Regions from separate parts of the Sus scrofa genome. Here region 2 is linked to region 1. A link is a contact called in public HiChIP or PLAC-seq data. All regions are on one chromosome and are shown on one strand. The core of a region is the stretch at or near the end of the contact, and the rest is flanking DNA. Distances in the headings are between cores, read along the strand shown.

The links. HiChIP or PLAC-seq counts read pairs in DNA pulled down with a chosen protein or histone mark.
Region 2: a contact with region 1 is called in an H3K27ac HiChIP or PLAC-seq map of alveolar macrophages. The contact joins the enhancer-like site here to the promoter of VPS33A in region 1. A contact is called at or near these places in 2 of 5 promoter capture datasets (fetal liver and fetal skeletal muscle), 8 of 47 Hi-C or Micro-C datasets (embryonic fibroblasts, epiblast stem cells, heart right ventricle and 4 more) and 1 of 2 datasets of contacts at active chromatin or transcription factors (alveolar macrophages).

Annotation. Positions count from the first base shown.
Region 1 is chr14:30,467,616-30,470,315 of Sscrofa11.1, forward strand. It overlaps VPS33A (VPS33A, CORVET/HOPS core subunit), which reads left to right and starts at 1,433. Exons shown (of 13, transcript NM_001098604.1): 1 at 1,433-1,565. The coding sequence starts at 1,464.
Region 2 is chr14:30,603,266-30,605,965 of Sscrofa11.1, forward strand. All of the region lies in intron 1 of MLXIP (MLX-interacting protein), which reads right to left. Among named protein-coding and RNA genes, the nearest start is that of MLXIP, 42 kb to the right of the region's middle. Within about 2 kb of position 1,441, at least 28 of the 83 cell types and tissues checked have an H3K27ac peak or open chromatin away from gene starts, as enhancers often do. A contact at or near this core is called in alveolar macrophages, fetal liver, retroperitoneal adipose tissue and 1 more, where this site is marked.

The DNA.
Region 1 (2,700 bases), core at 183-2,682:
CTAATATAATGTTATATGTCAATTATATCTCAATAAAAATGCATTTTAAAAAGAAAAAAGCCTCAAACTAACACTAAAGTCTGCAATGTTTCTAGGGCAACTGCAGTACTGTAGCAATGTCTCCAAACATTGGGTCTTACACAAGTAGAAGGTCTGTTGATAACCATCTAGCATCCTGACGGTGAGTTTTTTGGTTTTTGTCACAAGGGCACCTGAGTTCCCAGACCAGGGGTCAGATCTGAGCTGCAGTTGCAACCTAAGTTGCACCTTCTGCAGCTGCCAGATCTGTTTGAGGAGGATCCTTTATTCTAGTTTTGCTCATTTGCACCCAAGCATGACTTCACTAACTGTGGATATTTTTACCTCTCAACATAGTTGTGCTCTCATTTAACAGTTCATGACATGGCCTGCTGAGCTCAAAGTTCACTCTCACAGATGGTGCTACAATATGTAATTCTCAGTTGAACAAAAACCCTGCACATGTGAGAAGAGTCTGGGATACAGGTTGAGAACCACGGTGAAAATCGGGTTGAGAATTAAGGCATGAAACACTCTGCATGTATGGAAACAAGTTCTTTTAAAATCTAAATGTCTTTGATAGAATCAAGACATTGAGAGTATAAGTATCTTAGTATGTATGACTGATTATCATCCTCAAATTCCACTCATCGCTTTCGTATACTCCATGTAATTGCTTCGCGTCCTTTCTTCGTAACATTGTATGAAGGATTGAAGGAAACCAGGCAAGACCAAACATTTTCAAGCCTTTTTCACCTCAAAGTACTGAAAAACATATATCTTCCTAATGTTATTTATTGAACAATTGTTAAATTACAGGCGCACTAAGCCTTTTACATAAATTATACCATGTAAATTACATCTTCTTTCATCCTCGTAATTCACAAGAATTTTACCTGGATTCCACGTCGGATACCGTTTGTGTGAAATACTACACATCACACAAAAGTCTATTAGGAAGAGCTAAAGGGACAAGTCACTCAAAGTTCCCGCGGCCCTTAGCCATTTTTGTAGACTGTAGCCGACAAACCGAAAGAACAAAGCTCAGGCCCTTTCGATAGCTATAAATCGAAAAGATTTCCATTCAAGCTCAGCTTGGTTACCATTTTGCAGCGGTATGCTTGCTGCTCTGAAGAAAGTCTCTCGATTTTTCAACGAGATGAGTAAGACCCAGACTCTATCCTTAAACACAGCTCTCAGCGCTCAACAGCTCCTGGACTGAGGCTGTGGTCTTAAAAAGCCTCAGAACCCAAGAGGTAGAATAAAGCGGCGGGCGTTAGGGCCAAGAAAGCGGCAGACAGCTGACGATTCTAGTTTCCGGGTTTGGCGTAAGGTCGGCGGCCCGGGTCACGTGAACACGCCGTCACGTGACTGCGCCCGTGGGCTCTGCTGGGGAAAAGCCGATTCAGTTGGATCGAGGGGGGAGTAGGGGGCGGTGGGGCAAGATGGCGGCGCACCTATCCTATGGGCGAGTTAACCTGAACGTGCTGCGCGAGGCGGTGCGTCGCGAGCTGCGAGAGTTCCTGGACAAGTGCGCGGGAAGCAAGGTGAGGGACAGTGCGCGGCGACACCGCCCTCCAGCGCCGTCCGACTTGGCCTAACCCGGTCCTTGACCGCCTGAGCTCCGGGTGTACGAGGTCCCCTGGGGCTTCCAGAGAGGAGAGCCGGCGGGTATGATGAGGCGGGGAGAGGGGACAGCTGGTGGGGCCTGGGGCATCCAGCCTGGATTCTGCGTGGCATCGCGATTGTTTCGTGGAAGCGGAATAAGCCACTGTGCTACCTTAGTCCCTCACGAATCAGCTTGTGTCAGTGCCATTCAGGTCCAGAGGGGCGAATCCGGTGCCACCCCCACCCCTACACACTGTTGAGGCGGGCCGGCCCGAGGACGTAGATGATCCAGTGTCCATTCATTACAAAGATCATACGTGTGGTTAGAAACCATACCTTTGAAAGTCTGAAGCACCACTGTCTTACAACCTTTTCTTCACATGGATTATGAGAAGTGGTAGCATTTGAGGGTTTTTTTTTTTTTTTTTTTGTCTTTTTGCTATTTCTTTGACCGCTCCCGCGGCATATGGAGGTTCCCAGGCTAGGGGTCTAATCAGAGCTGTGGCCACCAGCCTACGCCAGAGCCACAGCAACGCAGGATCCGAGCCGCGTCTGCAATCTACACCACAGCTCACGGCAACGCCAGATCCTTAACCCACTGAGCAAGGGCAGGGACCAAACCCTCAACCTCATGGTTCCTAGTCGGATTCGTTAACCACTGCGCCATGACGGGAACTCCAGCATTTGAGGTTTTTAACGTCAGCCTCTCGAAACAGAATTGTTTCTCCTGTTAGACATTTTTTTTTTTTTCCTGGCCACCCTGGGGCATGTGGAAGTTTTTGAGCCAGGGATCAAACTTTCACCACAGCAGCAGCGTGAGCCCTGCAGTGACAATGCCAGCTCTTTAACCGCTGCACCACATGGGAACTTCCAGTTAGACATTAATTAGCATCCAGCTCACAATGGAATGGGAAACATAGTAGGTAAGGGACTTCCCAGCATTTCGTTTAAGTGGTATTACCTTGACCCTCTCTCCTTATGATTTATCAGTCCCCATAAAGTAACTGGCAATAAAGCTCTGAAGAGAAAAGGAAAATTGGGAAAACTCTGAAACGAATATTAGAAAGAATAGCA
Region 2 (2,700 bases), core at 191-2,690, 140 kb after region 1:
CACCCAAACACAAGTCCTATCCACATTTTATTGTATTTAGCACAGCCCCACCTAGGTGATATGGTAACTGCCACCCTCGCCCTAATCAAAGTGGCCAACCCACAGATACAAAGTGAGAAGTTTCTATTATACTCAGTACCAGGAATAGCTACGCTCAAAGAATACAGCCTTTCCCTAGCACTTTCATCCACCTACGGGAAAAGGTAATTAGCAGGTTCAGGTATTCACAAAGGTTAAGATTTTTATGTAAGGAAAGAAAAACTCCACCCCATCAGACACCTGGCATAAAGAGGAAGTAAGTTAACAGAGGTCTCTGGCCAGGGTACACACCTGGAGTCAAGAAACTGGCTGCCAGGGATGTAACAGAAACAGATCATGCTTGCAAATGTTTCTGAGTTCCTAAGAGGACTGGCACGAAACGTGTTTGTTATTATCATCATTATTCGTTATTTCTGAGGCACCACCGGCTACATAACCCACTTAAAAGGCAGAGAAATCTGAAGCTGTCTGATACATTTCAAAGGATAAGGTAACACTCTCCAGGTAGCCAAGACCTATAAATAGGTTTTAAAAAGCATTGGCTCCTTTTCTAAAAGCCAACTCTGACTATTAAAGAAAAATCATGGAAATCAGTTCTCTAGTTAATTTGTAACCCCAAACCTTTGACAATAACTTTGACAACATGACAGTAAGTTAACTAAAGTTGGTATGGGTATCTCTATCAAATTCTAACCTTTCTGGGGCCAGAAGCTGGAGCGAGTAGTTAATTCTACATAGCACCTCTCATCATGCCCTGTGTAAAGTGGAGCTTAACACCAGAAAAAGACTGACAATACCTGGAATACTTTCAGGCTTTTTTTTGCTTGCTTACTGTATTTCAATTTAGGTTTTTTTTTTTTTTTTTTTTTTTTTTTAATGATTATACAGAACACATCAACATCTGCCGAATTACAAATTAATCAAATGCAATGGGAAATATGTAAATTCCAGGCCCTTTCCAGTGCTCTTACAATCTGTTCTCTTGGAAGGAATTCACGAGCTGTAATTCTCGAGGAGATTCTCATCTGTAGGTTTTAAGATTTTGCATCATGCACGTGGGCTATCCACAGCACGAGTTCTGTAGCCAGAGTAATCTGCTGAAATACCACTTTCTTCATGATACTATCCTGATTCATCCACCCAAATCAGTTATTTAGCATTGTTCTAGGTGCCATGGACAGAGCAGTGAACAAAATCAAGTCCCTAGCCTCTGAGAGCTTATATTTTCTGGGGGATGATAGACAGGCAGACAAGCATGCTGTGTCAGAGTAGGACGGTCACTCAGTGGCCTGAGGCAAAAGCTAGGGGGAGGGAGGAGGTGAAGTTTACACTGGGCTACCTCAAGGTCCTCCAGGCTTGCTCTGGGCTCCTCCCCTTGGCCTCCCTAGCACCCAGGAAGTCATAACAACCAGGACAACACACATCTGTTCATATCTCTCTCCTGCTGAGACTCTGCGGGGGTTCCCCCACTTGTCAAAAAGACCTGGGTTAAACAAGAACCTCATTCACCTTCCTCCTGGACGGCTCCCAGTAAAAATGAGTCAGTTGGACCTCACAACACCCTGTGCCCACCACAATCTCGGCTCCCTATGTGCATGTGTATCTGTGGACGATGTGTCTCCACAACGGACTGCATTTTCCACGAGGTGCTAACTCCGTCTGTTTTGCTCACCAATACTCACTCCGAGTCCAGCACAGCGCCACCACACAGCACATGCTGAGGGAGCTCCCTTCTGCCCATGGGGCCTCCCTCTGCAGGGTCTGGCCCGCACCCCCTGCCCAGTGGCCCCTCCCGGTCACACCCCCTGCCCAGTGGCTCCTCCCGGTCACCCAAGTCCTTGTACAGGTGTGTTATCGTCCTTTTTTCCTCAGTTTATGCTTCCTCCTGTCCCACCTCCCTTCTCCGCCCCCCGCCCCGTCATTTAAAATCAGACCATACAGCTTTGTAAATTAACTGACTGTACCTTTTCCCAGGTTTGCTTCACTGTAGAGAGCTGGCCTCACTGAAAAGGAAGGTCTATTACAAACTGAAAAAGAGGAACCCAGGAGCCAGGCTCCTGCACTGCAGTCCCAGTTCCCATGCTAAGTAGAGTGTGACGCCATCTCTCTACAAGTCCTTTCTTTGTCCTGGCCTCAGTTTCCCCTTTTCGGATCAGAGAGAAATGCATTAGCATATCCCAACTTCCTTTCAAGTTCATAAGGTCTAGGACCGCACCCTTCCCAAGAAAGGGGACGGCTGGCCCGAAAGAATACAATTGAGGGGTGTGTGAGGGCAACACCACTTACCATTAAGCAAAAGAGGGACTAGAAAAGTCTGTGCCATGCCTACCACAACCACAGACTTCTGGCTTATCTCTGAAGAGGGGAGTTTTAAAAAGCACATAAACAGGAGTTCCTGTCGTGGCTCAGCAGTTAACAAAATCTACTGGCATCCATGAAGACATGGATCTGATCCCTGGCCTCACTCAACGGGTTAAGGATCCGGCGTTGCCATGAACCGTGCTGTAGGTCACAAGCGGCTTGGATCTCAAGTTGCTATGGCTGTGGTATAGGCCAGTTGCTGCGGCTCCAATTCAACCCTTAGCCTGGGAACCTCCATATGCCACCGGTGCGGCCCTAAAAAGACAAAAAAAAAAAAGCACATACACAAATAAACAACTT